Regions from separate parts of the Mus musculus genome. Here region 2 is linked to region 1. Evidence: chromatin contacts called from public HiChIP or PLAC-seq data. All regions are on one chromosome and are shown on one strand. Each heading gives the region's core, a stretch centred on a gene start, on an enhancer-like site or on the middle of the called end of the contact. The rest is flanking DNA. Distances are from core to core; before and after follow the strand shown.

What was found. HiChIP or PLAC-seq counts read pairs in DNA pulled down with a chosen protein or histone mark.
Region 2: a contact with region 1 is called in an H3K27ac HiChIP or PLAC-seq map of extraembryonic endoderm stem cells. The contact joins the promoter of Trdmt1 here to the promoter of Cubn in region 1. A contact is called at or near these places in 3 of 39 promoter capture datasets (the 3T3-L1 cell line, liver and macrophages), 12 of 484 Hi-C or Micro-C datasets (the AML12 cell line, CD4 T cells, MC3T3-E1-derived osteoblasts and 8 more), 8 of 115 datasets of contacts at active chromatin or transcription factors (CD8 T cells, bone marrow-derived macrophages, embryonic fibroblasts and 5 more) and 1 of 9 other capture datasets (adipose tissue).

The regions. Positions count from the first base shown.
Region 1 is chr2:13,490,397-13,496,110 of GRCm38.p6, forward strand. It overlaps Cubn (cubilin (intrinsic factor-cobalamin receptor)), which reads right to left and starts at 1,480. Exons shown (of 67, transcript NM_001081084.2): 1 at 1,305-1,480; 2 at 785-914. The coding sequence starts at 1,417.
Region 2 is chr2:13,540,913-13,546,257 of GRCm38.p6, forward strand. Trdmt1 (tRNA aspartic acid methyltransferase 1) reads right to left here and starts at 3,752. Exons shown (of 11, transcript NM_010067.4): 1 at 3,657-3,752. The coding sequence starts at 3,720.

The sequences.
Region 1 (5,714 bases), core at 230-2,729:
CACTTTCATGGGGGAGTCCTGAGAGTCAAGCAATATAACACACAAGTGCATGACCCAGCCGCAGCATGTGATGTTATTAATGCTGAGTATGGAAAGCGTTCAATAAAGTATTAGAGTAACTGACTACTCTGCTGTGGCAATAGTGCTGCAGAACACATCTGTGCCTGCTCTGGTCCCCTCCTTATTGCCCCACACAATGCACAGAACACATCTGTGCCTGCTCTGGTTCTCCCTTTTCCCTCCCTGCAGAACACATCTGTGCCTGCTCTGGTCCCCTCCTTATTGCCCCACACACACTGCACAGAACACATCTGTGCCTGCTCTATTTCCCCTTTATTCCTTCTATGCAGAACTCATCTTCCCTCCCTATAGAACGCATCTGTGCCTGCTCTGGTCCCCTCCTTACTTCCTCTCTGGTAGAGGAGCTCTGACTTTCTGGCTCTTCTCTGAATGGTGAAATCTGTCCCTAAGCAATGAGCCTCCTCTTCTGGCATTGACCCCTCTCTCCTCACCATGAAGTCTTTATAAGGCTTCTTTTTCTCATTACAGATGGTTGTGAGCCACCATGTGGCTGCTGGGATTTGAACTCAGGACCTCCGGAAGAGCAGTCAGTGCTCTTAACCACTGAGCCATCTCTCCAGCATAAGGCTTCTTTTTAAGACCTGATCTTATGGTTGTGTTTTCTGTGCTCAGGATTCAAGGTGCTGACTAATATTGAGCTGGTCAATTTAAGCTAGTATATATTGATTAACAAAGCAAGAGCTGTGTTTTCCCAGTGCATTACCTGGTGTAAACATTCGCCAAGGTCATCATCATTTAATTTGATTTTCCCCAGGGAACCAGTTCTAAATTCAATGTTTTGGGCAGAGCTTGTAAGAAACACTAAGTTTCCCTCCTCCGTAGTCATCCGAGGCCTATACAATTTGAGCAGAGAATTCATCAGTAATTAGCACATAGAGTTTTAAATTTTAAACCAAGTTTCTTGCGGAATAATGATAGACTTGCTATACATATCCTCATTTCACACTCAATCCAACCAAACCGTCTCTATTCATCTATCATTATTTCTCTGAGAATTTCTTAATGATATATTTCCCAGGAATCGCAGATGTGACTCACTCACAAGTGAACAAAGACCATTTGTAAATCAGAAAACAGTTCTTTATACCAGCCCAAATCTTCTCCCCAGGGGCTTTTTAACATCGCTACTTTCCTTGAGAAACTTTGACTTCTCGTGTTATTTGTTACGGACAGCAAGGATAGACTCCAGTCCCTTAGCAGAAATAAGCCACGCTTATACTTACTGGTGGAGATCAGCAATTCTTTTCTGTAGCTTCTGCTCTGGTGTTCCAGTTTCACCGTCTAATCCGGGTACCATCAATAAAGTAACAAAACCCCAGAGAAAATGTGAGGCCATGCTCCGCAGCTCCCCCGCTCACCTCGCCGGCAAGAGGGAGACCACTCTGGCCAGCTGAGTCCAGAATTTGAGGGCTGCTTGCAGCCAGTTGCTCTTTGATCAGCAAAATATTCTTTAACTTTCCAGTCTTTCCAAGAAGGCTTAAGTTATTTTGCTCCTTCCTGAAGAATGTCAATGATCTTAGATCTCTAGTACTGTTCAACTTGTGAGGGGTCAAAATCTACCTTAAGTTATGCACAACTTAATCATTATTTGCTTAACCTTTGAAACAGTAACCAGCGGCTCCGGAATCATCCACTGAAGGAATCCTTGCTTAGGAGGCTCTCAGCTTTTGGTAAATAGTGCTGGAGAAATAGAATTTCTGCAAAAGAAGTGATTTCTTTATCTCATACTGTGCATAAAGGTTACTGCTAAGTGTTCTTCGGAGCCCCAAATTTAAGAAGAAATGGGGAAGAAGTCGTGACCGTGGATTTGCACTCATTTCTCGGCCCTGAACCACAAAAGTAGGAACAGTAAAACCAAAAAGAAACCAGGAGAAGGAGTCAGTGTCAAAATTCAAGAGGATTCAAAGGCAACTTCAGGGGATCAGCTTACATCAGTGGGGAGCCACAGGGAAGTGGCCCCGAGTTCCAGTAAATAATCCTCACCATGTTCACCTAGGCAACCCTAATGAAGCCCAGGAGGCCACACCTGCACACAGGCATGAAAAGAGTACGAACTTTTTTGTTTTGTTTTGTTTTGTTTTGTTTTGTTTTGTTTTGTTTTGTTTTGTTTTGTTTTTGAAAGAAGGGGCTCAGTGAGAGCAGGGAGAGGATAGGAGAAGGCAATGGGATGAATATAATCAAAATATATGACATACATATATGAAACTGTCAAAGAAAAAAATAGTTGTATTTTTAAAGTAACTCAAAGAAGCAAAGGAAGTAGTTGGAAAACATATATACCAAATGAGATTAACATCCAGAACTTAAAAAAAAAAAAAAAATCCCACAATTTAACAAGAAAGTATGCAACAAAAAAAAAAAAAAAAAAAAAAGCCAAAGAACAGAGTGGAAATACCCTCAGAAAAGACTTACAGACATTTGTGACCATATGGCTAGCAGCTCTGCTAATCTGGTGACTCTAAATCAAAACCATGAGACATAATTCCATACCCAGTAAATGGCACTGCTACTATAGAAAAGAGCATAGAGATTCCTAGAATTACAGGTTCACACTACCACACCCAATATACAATAGAATGTTTTTCAGCCATAAAAAAAAAAAAAAAAAAACAAATCAGCACACACTACAAAGTAGATACAGGAAAGTGAAAGAAAACCACCATCTACGAGCCTGCTTACATACGGTGCCTGGATGAGTTTGACTCTGATACAGAAACCGAGAATGGTGATTGCTGCAGGCTACAGTGCAGGAGAATGAGGGCTCCCTGTTTAATGCTTGTAGAGATCCACAGAGAAAATACAAAAGGCTCTGATGAGCCGCAGATGCAATGGCAGAAGTACAAGCCTATGGACCACAAAATTAAAAGCTGGCTACATATATTTCCCAATGACCTTTGCACTGAAACTATAGTTAGTCTCGAATTTCTGCCATCTGTAGATGCTGCACACAGTAGAGAGAGGCTACCTGAGCCCTAGAGAAATTCCTAGGGTCTAGAAGCCCAGCAGGTAACTCCCAATATCAGCACCCCAGCTTCTCTCCCAGCAAGCCACCCAAGGCCCATCCCAGAGCCCTGGCTCAACATACGCTTTGAGCAAGTCAACAGCAGCTCAAGGGAACCACAGCTCCCTGGATTGGCTGGAGGATGGCTCCTCTTCCAGAAGTTTCTGGAGAAAAGTCAGCTCTGACTGCATGCTGATCGTTATGTCTGAACTTTCTTCTTTCTGATTTCTCCTTCTCCTTCACTGGGAAGTCCCCTAAAGTGCAAAGATCTAGGATACTCTCTCTCTCTCTCTCTCTCTCTCTCTCTCTCTCTCTCTCTCTCATTTGCATTGTCATTTAAATTTTAAAACCTTAAATTTAAATTAATTTAAATTTCTCAAATATAGCTGCTCAGTTTGATACAGTGGATAAATGTGACCCTGTAGCTGGGAGTGGTGGTGCACACCTTTAATCCCAGCACTTGGGAGGCAGAGGCAGGTGGATTTCTGAGTTCGAGGCCAGCCTGGTCCACAGAGTGAGTTCCAGGACAGCCAGGGCTACACAGAGAAACCCTGTCTCGAAAAAAAAAAAAAAAAAAAAAAAAGAATTTAAAATGTGACCCTGTTTTACTCCTGTCCTATTTGACCACTATAATTGAACTAACACAACCAAAGAAAGTATATTTCAACTTGATTTTCTTTTTTTTTAATGTTTTTATTTTTTTTTAAGTTCAGCAACTAATTTTATTTTATTTTTTTAGCTTTCTTTTTTTATTAGATATTTTCTTCATTTACATTTCAAATGCTATCCCAAAAGTCCCCTATACCCTCCCCCCAGCCTGCTCCCCAACCCACTCCCAGCTCTGGCATTCTGCTGTACTGGGGCGTATAATCTTCCCAAGACCAAGGGCCTCTCCTCCCATTGATAGCCTACTAGGCCATCCTCTGCTACATATGCAACTAGAGACACAAGCTCTGGTTGGGGGGGAGGGGGGTACTGGTTAGTTCATATTGTTGTTGCTCCTATAGGGTTGCAGACCCCTTCAACTTGATTTTCTTTTGAGCTGATGTTGAAATAACAAGTCTTATTGTTTAAGAGGCAGATGTGGTGTAGTACGATGGGGAGATGGCTCAGTGGATAAGAGCATGCACTGTTCTTTCAAAGGACCAGACTTTCCATCCCCAGCACATACATCAGGTAGAACTGTCTGTAACTCCAGCTCCCAGTTCTTACCGCTCTAGCCTATGTGAACACCCAACACATGCACACATTTGCACACACATATACAGTAGTAAATACAAAAATCTTTTCAAACAGAGAGATAAATATATAATAAATAGTGCTTGAGGCTGGACATAAATGTTTTAAAGTTTCATAAATCCAAATTTGCAGTTCATCATTTCGCTAGACCCAAGGTCACCTAGGCCTAAAACTTTTCTAAAACTCCTAGAACCTAAGATGTTTTTTAAAAAATGGAATATTTTATGATTAGGCCTTTGGTTCACATCTCAAATTCTTGGGAAGTGACCAGAATAATGAGAGAGAAAGAGGAGCAAGAAGGTTGAAAAGGCAAAACTTTGTCTTGTTTTGTTCGGTAAAAGAGAAAACATTACTGAAGATGGAGCCAGCCAAGTGGGGATGCTTCATGCTATTGCTACAAACCCTGCCATGGAGTCCTCGTGCTCTTCTTGTAATGGTTCTTGTGTGTGGAGGTTTTCAGGGCTGACCATTTGTTACTAAGTAGCCAATTTCATTTAAGAATCAATAAATCTAAATTCAAGGCTCTGTATCTTGCCAGTATTTTCTCAAAACCTGTGTACGTCTATTCATTTGTTTAACAGTATTTTTCAAGTAACAAGATATAATTTAAAAAAAGACTAAATAGTAAGTGATTCCAAATGATATTATTTCAAAAGCCAAAGTTATATTTAATAGAAACTAATTAGGAGTTGCCCAAGGTTCAGTGGGGGTACCATTAATATGAAAGCTCAGGGGACCATTTATGACAAAGATCTGATTGACACCTTATTTGTGTGCATTCTAGGACTGCATGCTTAAAATACATGACATCTTATGAGTATAAGCTATAACTTTTAAAATTGATTGTTTTATACATATATAGATAGATATATCTATATCTATCTATCTATCTATCTATCTATCTATCTATCTATCTATCTATCTTGGTTTTTCGAGACAGGGTTTCTCTGTATAGCCCTGGCTGTCCTGGAACTCACTTTGTAGACCAGGCTGGCCTCAAACTCAGAAATCTGCCTGCCTCTGCCTCCAGAGTGCTGGGATTAAAGGCGTGTGCCACCACACCCAGCTGTCATATATTTTTAAATACCACTGTATTCATTTGCTTTCTACTGTTGCTAAACCACAACAAAGACAACTTATAGAAGGGAGGATTTGTTTGTGCTTATGGTGCCAGGAGATAAATGTTGATCACCATCAGGAAAGGAACCATGGCAGGCTAGGAGCAGCAAGCCCAGAGCTCACACCTTGGACTTACAAGTAGAGAGAAGACATGAGTCTTCAAACTCTCAACACCTGCTTCTGATATTCTCTCCAACACGGCTACACCTCCTAAATCTCTCCAAACAGTGACAGTAACTAAGGAGCAAGTGTTCAAATATGTGGGCCCATGGGA
Region 2 (5,345 bases), core at 2,502-5,001, 53 kb after region 1:
CAAAAATTTAATTATAGGGGATGGAGAGATGGCTCAGTGGTTAAGACCACTTATTGCTCTTCCAGAAAAACCCCCAGTTCAGTTCCTAGCACCTATGTTGGGTGGCTCACAACTACCTGTAACTCCAGCTCCAGAGAATCTAACAGTCTTTTATGGTCTTGTCCAGTGCTTACACACAGACAAACATATACACATATATAGATACATATATAGTATGTGTTATATAATATATACATATATGATAATGTAATATATAATTACATAATGTGTATATATACATATACACATATGGCATAGATAATACATGGCATCATTCATAAAGATCTCCCAAACTAACATGAAAATCCTGTTTGAATGTGTCATTCTGAGTCCAGTTTGCTTAACAGTTCATTCTTTTTGGAAGCATATACCTTTCATTGATATTAACGTAGAATTTCAACCACTACACTATAAATGTTATAAAGTTAGCATAATTATTACCTGATTTTTAATCACTGAGAAAGATTAAAGTGAAACCAGTTAACTAGGAAAAAAAAAGAGGATATTACTTAATATAATTATACTTCCTTCATCTTTTTCTTAACTCTTACAATGCATGTCCATCTCACAGATAAGGCATGTACACTTAGAAATGCTAAATAACTTTCAAATTTTCACACAAGCATTATGAGTCAACCATCACTCATCTGACTTCAAAATAAAGGCAGGCTTTTATCTCTCAAAGAAACTGACAGCACTTGAAGGCCAGGCAGCTTCAAACATTTATCAATTTCTTCCAAAGGTTATTTTAAACAATATATAATAACTTTCTATAGCTTTACAATTTATAACAATAAGTGCATACATGTGTCCATGCACACAGAGACCACAACAGGATGCTGGGTGTCCTCCTCCATTACTCTCTGTGTTAATGCTTTGAGACAAGGTCCCCTAAAGAGGTAGACACCATTTCCATCTGAGCAGTGAGCTCTCAGAGTCTACCTCTACAATGCTATGGCTGCAGTACATGTAACTATGTCTAGAGTCTTACATGGGTGCTTGGGTTTAAACTGCAGTACATGTAACTATGCCTAGAGTCTTACATGGGTCCTTGGGTTTAAACTGCAGTACATGTAACTATGCCTAGAGTCTGACATGTGTGCTTGGGTTTAAATTCAGGTCCATGCCCTCTGACTTAAAGAACAAGTGCTCTGGCCCACTCCTGGACCTATAAATATTTTTTAATTTAATTTAATGCATACTCTTTTTTTGTTTCGTTTTTTTGAGACAGGGTTTCTCTGTGTAGCTCTGGCTGTCCTGGAACTCACTCTGTAGACCAGGCTGGCCTCGAACTCAGAAATCCGCCTGCCTCTGCCTCCCGAGTACTGGGATTAAAAGCTTGTGCCACCACCGCCCAGCTTTTTTTTGTTTGTTTGGTTTTGGTTTTTTTGTAATGCATACTCTTACCACTCCCTTTTGATATATTATTGTGTCCTCATTTTATAGAAGATAATGAAACAGAAAATGTTTGGAGTTTGACCATTTTTTATGATTTATTTTCTTACTTTATGTATATGAGTACACTATTACTGTTTTCAGACACACCAGAAGAGGGCATCAGATGCCATTACAGATGGTTGTGAGCCACCATGTGGTTGCTGGGAATTGAACTCAGGACTCTGGAAGAGCAGCCAGTGCTCCTTACAGCTGAGCCATCTCTGCACTCTCAGAGTTTGCCCATTCTTAAGCATATACCCAAGAGAATACAAAGCAAGAATCCAAACAGATACTTATAGGCCAATATTCAGAGAGAGATTATTCACAATAGCAAGCAGGTTGAAAATCTTTATCTAGTAACAATGAATAAATAGACAATACTGTTATCTATACAGCAATATATTATTCAGCCATAAAAAGGAATGAGGCATTGACACATTCTACAGCACAGATGAACTTTGTAAACATTGTGTAAATTGTTAAGCTAGACATCAAAGAACAGATTATTCTACTTATGAGGTACCTAGAAGAGATAAGACCAAAGTAGAATAGAGGCTTTAATATCTTCAGGAAGAGAGGCGCTAAAATATTTTTAAGTGGGTGCAATGCTTCTGTCTGTGATGATGAAAATGTTTGAAAACTAATAATGTTTACAATTGTATGACTTCGTAAGCACACTTGCTGTTGATTAACTGTACACTGAAACACAAAATGACACATTTTATAGTGTGTATATATGTGTATACACACATTTACAACAATAAAATATTCCATTGCAAATATTATCTAGAAGTGGACAAATTAGCAGCCAATATTCTTACTACTGCTCTTCATCTAAGTTAGTGAATGGGACCAATGGTAGTAACGAAGTGTGGCTAAGAGATCTGCTAGACAGATCTAGGTTAGGCTTCTGGCTCTACCACCAAGCTAGCTTATTACAGACTCAGAACAGGTCCTGACATGTAGATGCCCTTAATAAAAGGTAAAGCCAGCTGTCACTGTTATTAATCTTTATTAGCTGCATAAATAAAGAAAAACACCAGGATGTACTACTTCCTTACAGATAAATTTAAAACCAAAGTTTATCTAACATACAAACACTAAAAAAGATTAATAATTAAATATTAATTGTTATTAATTAATATGATTAAGACCTCTTCTATAAGCAAACCTCAAACCGAAGATGTAGGGAGCTTTCGGTAACCAGAAAGTTACTTTGGATAACAGGGAAAGTATTTCTTAACAGGTCATATATTAACTAACATAAGGCAGGTTAAAAAAAAAAAAAAAGCTATCGTAGAAAAGTTTGAATTTGCAATCTCTGAGAGGCAACAGAAGCAAAAGTAAAAGTAAAGGCTAGAACTTAGGGACTTTCAAGAGTGAAGGAATACAAAAATCTTGCTCCACTTAGCTTCTTGTTACTCTAGTTAATAAAAAGAGAAGCAAAGTTTCCTTTTTGCATTTGTCTTAGTCTTAGCAACTTCAGGACAGACGTGCTTGCACATGTGCACAGACACACACACACACACACAAACACGCGCCCGCACACCCACTGTCACTTCATATCCCAAGTGCCTAAAATACAGTACTGGTCAATGGAGTTCACCAAGTAAATATTTCTGAGTTATCACAAAAGTGGGTAGAGACCAAAGAAATTACGAAGCTTCCAAACCTAAGTGACAGCAAACTAATTTCTAAGCTGCTACAGTGTGTCAAGCACATTACTGTTTTTAATTCTCCCCCTTCACACTAATACTTGTACATTTCTATCTTGAACTGCAGTTATCCCCCTGCTCCAACCCACCCCCGCCCGCTTTCGTGACTTCCTCCAAGCCCAGTGACAGCCAGTCTAGAATTTGGATCTTGGCTTTGGGCAAAGGGCTCGCCCTTGCCTTAACTTTGTCTGAAGCAACTTAGGTTCATTTGGCTGCACACGAATGCAGCCTCACAAACAGTACCATGGGGAGCCGGCCTGCTTAGGCTCCAAGGATTGGGGCCAGAGTAGGGGAGTCTCAGCCTGGAGGGGCGGACCAGGGAGGCTCACTAAAGTGGTTTCCAGGGCAACCGAGGTCGACCGCACCAGGTCCCGCCCCACCGCCCCGCCGCCCCGCCCCTCCGCGGCGCGAGAGCCGGAACCTGCGGCCCCAAGTGAATCCAAGAGAAGCTGTCTGTCCGCTCACCTCGCAGCGCGTGGTGCATGCCACCAATGCCACTGTACAGCTCCAGGACACGCAGAGGTTCCATCCTCTCGCAACCGCGACCGCGGCCTGGAAACTAGGCCTACCGGTTCTCTGCGTCTCTTACTCCCCCATGTCCGCTCCGTTCCCTTCGCTTCTGGTTCCGCGGCTTTTCAGTTCCCCCAACCCCCTGTTCCTCTAGCTGCAGATTAAGATCACAGTTTGGAGCCCGGGGGCTAGCAGGGCTAGGAAGGGGACAAAGGACAGACAAACTATTAATAAGGCCTCCCAAGTGAGAGACTGCCGCTCCTTAGCCTGATTTGTGCTTTTTCCTCCTTGTTTTGTGTTTTCTGAGGCCTTGAGTAGAGAGCTGAAACCACCCTTGGCTTTGAAGTAAATTACTGATTAGAACACAGTCTTTTTGTTTGTTTGGTTTTGGTTTTTTTGTTTGTTTGTTTTTAACTGCAGGTTCCTTTTGTTCTTTTAAAGTCTGACCTGATCAAGCAATTCTTTGAGGAATCTTGGGCACATATCTATATGCTCTCTGGTGTGCCTGTGCGAGAGTAAGAAGTTAAGTCCTACCAGGCTCTTTCCTAAAGAAAGCTCCAGAATTACAAGTACTTAAAGCCGATCCCTCTGAGCCCATTCATAATAGGGAGGATGCCTGCTATAAATGAAAATAGGACTCATCCTATTTACCCCGACACATGCTGTTTCTTTTTATTGAAAACAGATTTTCTTCTTCACATAATATATCCTGATTGCAATTCCTCCTCCTTTACTGAAGTACCCCTAGCTCCTCCCCACCCCATCAAGATCCACCCAGTTTCTGTCTCTCATTAGAAAACAAATGGGCTTCTATAACAATGAAATAAAACAAGACAACAAAAACTAACACATCGGTATTGAGCAAAGCAAACGGGGGGGGGGGGGCGGGGGGGGGCGACGGGAGACAAGAAAAGGCCCAAGAAATGGAAAACCCATTTGCACACTCATAAAAACACTTAACTGGAAACCATAATAATAAATGCAAAGAGCAGTAGGGTAAAAAGAGAGAAGAAAATATATAAATAAAATAAAATAAAATAAAATAAAATAAAATAAAATAAAATAAAACATAAGTTAAAAATTGAAGGAGGAGGAGCCCTGGCACAACATTATAAGACAAAGACTCTCCAATGATGCTATTGAGTTCATTTCCTGTTGGCCATCAACTGCTGGGCCCACGGCCTACTCTTAAGAGTAGTTTGTTTCCCCAGTGAGATTCCCTTGGAGGAAAACAAATCTTCATTTGCAGGAGGTTATCAACCAGATATTGTTCTGAATTAGGGATGGGATGTGCCCAGTTCTCCTTGCAGCTCTAGGGCCCCACACGGTGCAGGCCTGTGCATGCTGCCTCAGTCTTTTTGAGTTCAATATGTGTTGATCACATTGATTTAAAGGGCCTTCGTTTCTTGGTTGTCCTCCATTCCCTCTGGCTCTTACACTCTTCCCATCTCCTCCTCCATGGGGTTCCCTGAGCCCTTAGGGAAGGGATTTGATGGAGACATACCATTTATGACTGAGCATTCCAGTGCTCTCTACAGAATGTCTGGCTCTGTGTCGCTGTTTTTATTCCCATCTGCTACAGGTGAAAGCTTTCTCTGAGGATGACTGAACAAGTCACTGACTCTCAAACTCTCAAACAACCCA